2 separate regions of the Xenopus laevis genome follow, and region 2 is linked to region 1. The links are chromatin contacts, called in public Hi-C maps. All regions are on one chromosome and are shown on one strand. Each heading gives the region's core, a stretch centred on a gene start, on an enhancer-like site or on the middle of the called end of the contact. The rest is flanking DNA. Distances are from core to core; before and after follow the strand shown. Region 1 has its middle 55 kb from the start of scoc.S. Region 2 overlaps maml3.S (mastermind-like protein 3).

The links. A called contact is a pair of places that touch in the nucleus more often than the background predicts.
Region 2: a Hi-C map of the XL177 cell line shows a contact between it and region 1, with 4 times the contacts expected there. The contact joins two enhancer-like sites. A contact is called at or near these places in 2 of 4 Hi-C or Micro-C datasets (the XL177 cell line and the XTC cell line).

What each region holds. Positions count from the first base shown.
Region 1 is chr1S:49,183,231-49,188,245 of Xenopus_laevis_v10.1, forward strand. No RefSeq gene overlaps it. Among protein-coding and RNA genes, the nearest start is that of scoc.S, 55 kb to the left of the region's middle. Within about 2 kb of position 2,586, at least 1 of the 7 cell types and tissues checked has an H3K27ac peak or open chromatin away from gene starts, as enhancers often do.
Region 2 is chr1S:49,440,882-49,445,896 of Xenopus_laevis_v10.1, forward strand. All of the region lies in intron 2 of maml3.S (mastermind-like protein 3), which reads left to right. Among protein-coding and RNA genes, the nearest start is that of mgst2.S, 48 kb to the right of the region's middle. Within about 2 kb of position 2,015, at least 1 of the 7 cell types and tissues checked has an H3K27ac peak or open chromatin away from gene starts, as enhancers often do.

The sequences.
Region 1 (5,015 bases), core at 1,336-3,835:
GGGTATGGACGCGATTCGAAGCTATTGGCGATCTGAAATTGCGCTGTGTGTATTTGTCGTGGCGATTTACATTTATGTTTCTGCTACGACAAAACGAACAACTTGTCGCCGCGACCCGCTTTTAAAAGATCGCGGGCGACTTTTCGCCCGGTGTGGCCTTAGCCTAAGAGACATGCTAGAGTTTGCATATACTGTATTAGAATCGTTTTGGCTGCATAGAGTAGTGTCACATTTTAGGCAAAAATGCAGAAAATAAAACTGAAAAATGCCTGAATTAATTGCACAAAGATTTGGTAAAAAATAATAATTACGAGTGAAATAACATGTTAAAAAAAAGTACATTTTAGCTCAACTTTATAGAGAGAGATGAGTGCACCAATTTTTTCACATTACAGTTTGGTTTAAACATAGCAAATGGCACCCCTCGGTGAAGTTACTGCTTGATTATGCAGGCAACAAGGCAGAACCAGTGTGGAAATATCCCCTGAGAAAGACTTTAACTCTGGGATACTGTGCATAGCATGGATGCCTAACTATAAATTTTACACCATTTTTCAATTTCAGCTTCGAGAATCCACTACTGGGGTGAGATTTTGGAATTGTCTGTTTTAAACTGGAAAAGCAGGGTTAATATGTCATCAAAATGCCGGGACGCTGGATAGTCAGCTTTTTGCAATCCCATTATACAAAGTAATACGAGATACAATTACTAGATACAATATGTCACATATAATGAGCCCATCCCATGTGTCCAGTCCAGTCCTTGGGACTTGCTTTCTCAAGGTGACCTATATACCTGCTGAATGTAATGATGTGCATTTAACATTAACAGCAGCATCAGCTTATAGTAATAATCCATTGGCACTTGCAAAGTGCCAGTATTTATAGATTTTATACCTCTGATTCTCATTGTATCTATTGTTAGCAATACACACGAAGAACTGGCGACTTGGGATAGGACACGGAATAGGTAAAGCATGTTTTTATGGCACCACCACTTGATCGATCATGAAACAGAAGCAGGTGGAGAGGAACACGCTATGGAAACAGACAGGGTGATGAACTCTCGCAGTAATATTTGCCATCAGTAGATGGCTCAGACGTGCTAACTAGAGAGAGCATCTGTAGCTGTGTAATTGTGCAAGGGTACACAGCAGTGTGTCTTTTCTTTTTCTTTTTTTTTTTAGAGCGGAAAAAACAAGAGAAAGAGAATTACAAAGAGGAAAAAGAGGCAGGTCACCACCCCCGGCTGTTTAGCAGCTGGACAAGTAGAATGAGATGGGATGGGAAACCACAATTCTCCTCCCCAATCATCAGAAAAATCAATATATAAAAAGCTGCAGGATCTTCCTTTTAGCCTTCTGTTTACGATCAGCATCTTGTGTACATAGGGTGGGGGGGGGGGAAATACAGGCCAAACAAACCATAAAGAGAGATCTATCCTAGAGGAAGGGAGATGTGATATACTAATAGCCAGGGTTAGACAGGTCAGAGGAAAATGGCACACCATATGGGAAAGAATGAAACTCTGCACTGAAACAGAAGCAGCTTGCTACAAACAAATATCAGCAGCAAGCAGGAAAATCTGAATTTACACCAGGCTGGTCACACCATGGCATACACCATCAGCTTTTTACTGTAGCTGCAGGAGTCTCTTTTGACTACCCTGAATTGTACCATTATATTTATTAGAAACTGGTCATTTTAAAATACATATTTTGTATTCAGAATATTATCATGCACAAGAGCCATACATAACCTAAAAAATATACCCTTATAAAGGGCGCTTGGTGATATCATTAACATAATCTGTGCTTAGTGATATCACATGTCACATGAGGCCTTAGAAAAAGAATATAAATTATGAGAATTCAAGAAGAGAACTCTGAGTTCCCTGACCAGTTTAAAATGACTTGGCCTGCAACCTTGTGCCTTTATAAAATCATGCAGCTCCGTCGTGAGTTCTAATATACAGTATTATACAAGAGATGTTGCAGTCAAAATGAATTGATTGGCATATCCAAGCAAACATGATATTTCCTGGCACTGAAGCCACTGTTTCTGTGTATGTTGCCCACACTCACTCAGACAAATATGGTTCTCAAGGCAGAATAACATATGCCGATATACGAAATACATATACTGTATATATATAACAATTAGCAAGTCTAAACGGCAATATAAAATAGGAGAGCACTAACCTTTAAGACCAATGCATTGGCTAAGAGAAACCTTATTCCAAGTGAAGCAAACAAGCAGGGAGCCTATGAGACGTATGATTGAGGGTAACTAGTTGGGACAACCCTTTGAGGTTTATACTGACATGAGTATAATGGCTTATGCAATTGTAAAGTATGAATGACTGGTGAAATGTAGGGCCAGAAAATATTCATTCATCAATGCTCTTTTTCTGTAAAAATATGTACTTTACCATGGTAGAAGCTCAGCTGCATTACAGAATTTGCAAATTGCTTATATCTTGATAGAGTTAATGAGAAATGAACATTTACACTGAATAGGATCGAGGGAATCAACTAGAGAAGACAAGAAGGGAACCACCTTCCTTCCCTCCCCCTTTTCTCCACCTCGGCTAGAAGGGAATTCGTCTTCATCTGAACTGTGTGCATTTTTCCAGCCAGTCTGCCTGTCTGCAAGGAAATGATAGGGTCTTTTTTTTTCTTTGTAAGGCAGGAAACAGACAAAAGAAAAGGTGGAAAGGCCTGCAATGCCATGTGAGTGTCTCTCCACATCCCCTGGGACAATATCATGTGACCTTAGGGAAGATAATAATACATATAATAAAGGAAAGTCACAGAGAGCATTCTGCAACTCATTGTACTGTGAGATGTAACCCTTTCAGGACAATGTCAGCACAGTGCTGCTGCTGGCAGAGAATCCCAAGTCTGAAGTGGGAGAGCCTCATTTATTTCCTGTTAATAACAGTCCGAAAAATCCTTTATCCTTAGATGTTATTATAAGGCTTCCAGGCATCCTACAATCCTTCTTGTTTAAACTTGGACACTTCTGCAAAATGCTATCCTCTCTCACTCTTTGCAAGTCGATAGCTAGATGTCAGGAGTTTATCGCTCTGAAAACAGACATTTTACATAATATATCGCCATGTTAACATAATTTTCATCAGTCTTATTGTTTGCGGATGAGCAGCAATTATTTGTTGCATTATAGCATTACTGGCACAAGTGGGTGGAGGAACACAAAGCAAACGACTAATAAATCACTGATCTCATTTAGAAAAAGACTGCTTAGAGGAAGGAGCATATTCTGTGTGTTTGCTCAGAGGGGCAAGCCCTGATTATCCTTCTGTAGAACCATGAATATTATACTGACTACTTCAATGTGGTGGAAGAACTAAATCATGAAGAACAATTATATGTATTCTGCTTCTTAATATACATGGGTAAGTATAGGATATGATCAAGCCTACTGTAAAATAGCATAGGGAGAGTTATTTCAGGTTTTAAAGTGCTCCCTTGTGATACCAAGAAGGGTGCAAGGTTCAAAGTGCAAAAAACTAGAGAAAGCCGCTTTGGTTTTCTCACTTTGCTCCCTGCCCCATGTGTGGGAGACCCATCCACAAATCCCAAGCACTGTATTTATGAGGGGCAAATAAGTGTCCCACTCTTCCACCACCAGTTCCCTTCCCTGAGTCCTGTGCTTACTAGCTACCCAATAGTAGGCAGTTATCGTGGGGTCTGCTTTACCATCCCCAGCCACTCTCCTTCCCATAGGAATTGATGTGTGCTGATGATACCTGTGACCAATAAATCTGTAAATCAGGGGTGTCCAACCTTTTGCTTTCCTGGGCCACATTGCAAAAATAAAAATTGTCTGGGGCCACACATGAAATGCACAAACACTTTTGATTTGTAAAAGTAAAGAATACTCAGAAAAGAACTACAATACCAGTTGGATAACCAGATGGAGCTATACATTGGAATATGGGACACCTGGATATTAAATAGACTTATTATTATATTATTATGACATTTCCTTGGGAACTGAGCGTTTCAAGCTGGGCTGCATTCATATCCATCCTGGGCCACATGAGGCCCTCGGGCCACATGTTGGACACCCCTGCTGTAAATCATTTGGAAGCTTTACATTTGGGAGGGTTGCAGTTAAGATTTAAGATGGCCATAAACAGACTTACATTGTTTCATGATTTGGCCAATTCTGGCAGTTTATACTGATACTGATACTTGATTTAAGCTTTAATAGACATGGTGGTTGGAAGTGAGAACTGCTTCAAGTGGTCTATATTGAGTCCTTATAAAAGCAACTTGGTGTTTCTGACTGACTGCACTGATCTGCTGACGTGTGACCCAATTTTTTCTAATGGTATTCCAGTTTGGAAGGCATGAACTATGTATTAAATGACCAGACATAATTAGTAGCAATACAGGTAATATTTTTTTTTCTAAAGGAGTGCTATCATGAAAATAAAGTGTTTGCTTATGCCTGGAAAGCATATACCCAAATACCCAATTTAGTCAACGAGATCAGCATTGGGAAAATGTTGTTATTATGTTTATTACAATATAGTTGCTTCTCATGATCTGAAATCTCTTCATTTTGACATGTCATAAAACACAGGACAAAAGGGAGAGAAAATAAAATCATGAACACATAACTTTGCAAATATACAGACCTGATGAAACTTGATAAATGGCTCATATTGCCCCAAAATTATTTCCCCAACTGGGGATCTGAGACTGATGGGGAAAGCAATACTGTGAATGACTGCATCAGCCCAGAAAGGGTTGTAAACTGGAATGCTACCGGAATGTTGCAGATATATGCATGCAGATATATATATACACTTTAGATATAATTTATTGAGAATATGAAATAATATTGGGAATCTGAAGTAATTACTGGATTGCTCAAAGCTAATCATGAGCAAATCTGCCCTGTTTCTCTAGCAAAGCAGTGGAAATATGAATATTAATTAACAATTTTGCTGGGCTAAAGGGAGCCCTCTTCCAGTGTATTAA
Region 2 (5,015 bases), core at 765-3,264, 260 kb after region 1:
GGAAATCATTTTTAAAAATTTGGATTATTTTATTATAATGGCACCTACGTGAGACAACCTTTCCATAATTCTTAGCCTTCTGGATAACAGGTTTCCAGATAATGGATCCAATAACTATATTAGGTATAGTGTAATAAAAGGTGCAAAGTGTACTACGGCTTGTATCTGTATAGTTCTAGTAACCCACAGCCCATCAATCTGCCCTTCTTGTCAGATATGTTAAAATAAATCAGCCCATTGGGTACTATGGATTACTAGACCTGTAGAAAACCTTGCATAATTTATTACATTGCCTCAATAGAAACTAATGTACCCCCTATTGTTAAATACACAGTACAGTTCCATAAGTATTTAAAGGCTTGTGTTTTTCCACAAGTAATGAAGCTAGATGTGGCTTCAAATATTTCTTAGATACCAAGAGTGATAAAAAAGTAACCACTGAACACGCATTCATTAAACCCGCAGACATCACTAAGCATTATTTATATTAATATATATTACAAATTATTTGTTTATTACAGAGACATAAAGGGCTTTTAAAACATACAAATTACTTACAAATAAGACATATGTATTTTCTCCCATTATATATAGAACAGTACAGACAAAACCTATCATAAGTTACAGTCAGGAATATTAAAAAGAGAGTATAATATAAATACAGAATCTATACATCATGCAGAATGCGGTCTGATTTTTCCATATAATTCCTAATCTGCAGACATATAATTGGCTGCCTGTGTAACTCCATCTACTATCTATTAATGTCATAAAATGTGTGCTGAGGGCCCCTGCTGCTGAGACAATCTCAATGAAGTGAAGATCCTATCAAAATCCTACTCCTTGGCTCCCGAGAATTCCACTTCTGTATATCATTCTGTTTGTTAAAAAAAAAAAAAATAGGTGCTCCAGCTAGTTATATTTCTAAAATAAAATACATTATGACTTAAAGGAAAATGTTACCCCGAAATGAATATTTAAGCAACAGTTTATATCAAATTAGGTGGCATTATAAGGAATCTTACCAAACTGGTATATATATTTAAGTAAATATTGCCATTTTACATCTCTTGCCTTGAGCCACCATTTTCTGATGGTCTGTGTGCTGCCTCAGAGATCACCTGACCAGAAATACATCAACTCTAACTGTAACAGGAAGAAGTGTGGAGGCAAAAGACAGAACTCTGTTAATTGGCTCATGTGACCTTACATGTATGGTTTGTTGGTTTGTTTGTGTGCACAGTGAATCCTACGATCCCAGGGGGTGGCCCTTATTTTTTAAAATGGCAATTTTCTATTTAGGATTACCCAATGGCACATACTACTAAAAAAGTATATTATTATGAAAATGGTTTATTTACATGAAGCAGGGTTTTACACATGAGCTGTATGTGTTTCTAGAGACCTAAATTGATCAGGGAGTTTAGTTTTCCTTTAATAAATAACTACACTGTAATTTTTTCGGGAATGGGACCCCCATTTGAATAAGTTGAGCGTTTCCATTCATGCACCTACTGTACTTATTCTTCAATATAAGATAATACAAACTGCAATACAAAACACTTTTTAGTTGGAGTTGTCCTTTAAATACTCAGAGCATGTTTGTCTCATAAGCGAAATATGGAAACTAATTGGATATTAATTAGTCTACATGAATATCAGCGCCACATTGTTATTTCTGATAAAATCAGCCGTTGGCTACAAAGGTTTTTGCAATCAGACAGATAAATCATCAGGGATGGTGGCAATATTTTCATTAGACTGTACAAAGAATACTCCCCAAAGAAGTATAGCACCATTGTACAGCAGTGTTTTTACATCTTTGTTAGTCGGAAAGATATCACAGCCACCAGTGTTCCCATTCACAGGCTTACAGTAATAATGGCTGATAGCAGCAGTCCTAAATTTGGCCTATATTGCTTGACAGGCCCCCAGCCCTAGGGGCTGTATGTCACACAGCATCCCAATAGCCGGACAAATGAGGTTTGAATTTCGGAGCCAGCCATCTGTCTGGCAGGGATATGTATCCGGTGGTCGGTGTGTACATGTGAACAGCGCAGAACATGTGTTTCACTTGAGCTGCCTGTATTCCAGCTGCATCCTGTACAAAAACTCACACTCACTGACTGCCACCCTAGGCAACAGCAAAGAACAGTTCCACATGCCATTACAGAATGGTGGACTATATTTATTATAAAGCTACCAAATATTAATCCAAATCCTTACTTATTTCATTACTTCTGTAAAATATTTAACTGTACAGTTCAATCAAAATAGAAAGTAAAAAAAAATGCAGAGGATCATTGGCATTTCCGATGGGAGTAATTCTAATCAACCCATAAAAGGCTTTAAGTGCAACCCAAGACTGGTATTATTTTTCTGGCAATAACAGCTTTAAATATTTAAATCTCTGTGTGTAGAGTAAGGCAACGTGTGGTCTATGGTATTTGCATGACTTGCCACCTTCCTTTGTGGGTTGGAGTGGGGCCCTACAGCAAAACCTTTTGTGGTCACCAAAGCTATAGGATGCCTTTTATTTTACTGGTATTTATAAAAAGCTGACACACATCCACAGCATCATTCACTGCCTCTGTGAAGCTTACAGTCTAAGGTCCCTATCACATTCACACTCAGTGGGACCAGTTTATTAGGAGTCAAGTAACCTTCTTATATGTTTTTGGAGAGAGGAACATACAAAATTCAACACTCAGGCTGGAACCAAACTCAGGATCCCTGCAAATTGAATGGGAATCAGCACAACAAGGCTATTATAATTAGGATAAACCCTGTATGTTTATTAGATGCAAGTGACATTTCAGTAACATTTCAGGGCAAACTTCGTCTGACATCCGTTCCCATCTAATAAACATGAAGGGTTTATACCACTTGTGATATCCTTGAAATGCTGGTTTCTGTTCCATTTTCTATGGATTGGAGGGTGCCAATTCCTCACAAGACACAAGGTGGAACACAAGTTTTAAAGGCCAGAGTGTGCTGGTGATTTTTGTGTCCCCAGTGAAGCGAGCCAGCAGTCCTACCCACTGAGCCACCATGCTGCCCTTTGACCTTTTTTTTCTGTACCCAATATATCTTATAGGATATATATGTATTATGAATTAGACCTCACTCTATTAAAAATCACCAGAAATCCTGTCTCTCTACATGTAGAATGTGTGCAAAAGGCAGTTATTTTTGTTAGATTGTGTTTGTACTGAAATCAGTTATTTGAGTGAACTCAAATACATCTGCTAGGAAAGAAAGCCCCCCCCCTATAAGATATATTGGATCTAACTGTCAATGAATATCTGACACCCAACTGCTGCATGAAGAGAGAATGAAGAGAAGTAAATGCTGAGAGAGGGATAGTGAAGATAAACTTGATTATTTCCGAAACAGTACAGCATTTTTAATTGATTGTATTCAGAAAGTTTCTTATTTCAGTATGATGAAGCTTACCGTATATACTCGAGTATAAGCCGTCCCGAGTATAAGCCGAGGTACCTAATTTTACCTCCAAAAACTGGGAAAGCTTATTGACTCGAGTATAAGCCTAGGGTGAGAAATGCAGCAGCTTCTGGTAAGTTTCAATCAAAAAATTGAGGGTTTCTGCTCCCATTGGAGGTGCTGGCGTCTCGTTTTTGGATGCCGGCGACCATTCTTGGATGCCGGCAAATATTCTTGGAGACTATTTTTAGACGCCGGCGACCGTTTTTGCGCTTGACCCGAGTATAAGCCGAGGTAGAGTTTTTCAGCATATTTTGGGGGCTGAAGAACTCGGCTTATACTCGAGTATATACGGTATATTAAATTTTCATTTTCAAGCCCACCACACCTGGGTGGATTCTAATAGTCTTTGCAAAATGTTCCATGGCCAGGATACAGAGACCCATTCTCTATGATCAGGACACCTCTGCATTTTCCTCCTTTCCAGAGAGAATTGCTTATGAGCAAAACAGCTGTTTTGCTCCCAAACTGGCACAATACTTCTCAAAGCGTCGTTTTACCTCAACAGAAATAAAGTATTCTCCCACAATGGGTCCTACTGTAAGTTTTGCAGATTACAGCAGACCCCTCTCTCATTGTGACTCAGGGACAAAGCTAGCCACAGCATATGCTAGCACAGTGGGGGAATGCTAAGAACTATTGGAACATGAATCTGTGTATGTTTAGTAGGAATTGCCTTATATAGGGTCCAGTTATGTATTATAATATGAGGGAGAAATGGGTGGGGAGATGTGGCAGCTATCATACATCATACAGCAATTGCTGTGCATCAGTAAAATCACAAAAGTGTTTTTTCCATATGTTGTTTTGGCCAATGAGAACACATCTCAGTGTGGTCTCTAGGTTAAAGTTCCATCTTCAGAAAGAAAAAGGTGTTTTAAACTACTTTTACAAAAACAACTGATTGCAGTCACTGAATGTAACAGGCACTGTGTCCCATTGTTCAAAAGAATAGCAAATATTGTGACATTTTTGTCCACTGAATTAGATACAGGCCATCCAGCCAAGCTTGGGCTTAAATGTGTTTTATGTGCAATATGGAATATTTTCCTCCTGAGATTTCCTCTTAATATCAGTTAACTTGTATCTCTGTCTGAGTAGTCAGGGTGTATAGCAATCTTTATGTGGTGATCAACTTTGTTATGTACAGTGTCGGACTGGGATGCCAGGGGCCCACCAGAAAACCTTAGGCTGAGGGCCCACTTTCCAAACTACTATACCTCCTCTCCTCACTCAACAATCTTTATTCTCCTAATCTTTTTTCTCTACATACTATACTACATACTTTACTAAATAGTATACTATATTCTTCCATTATTAAGCCTCTTCATAAAGAAATAGGGAATGACCATGAAATTGGTCAAATGGTTAGAAGCAAGAGGCCCACTAACCCCTGGGCCCACCGGGAGTTTTCCTGGTATCCCGGTGGGCCAGTCCGACACTGGTTATGTGTTTAGGCTAGGGTCAGATGATTGCAGATTCTCCACAGATGGAGAATCCACTGCCCTGCT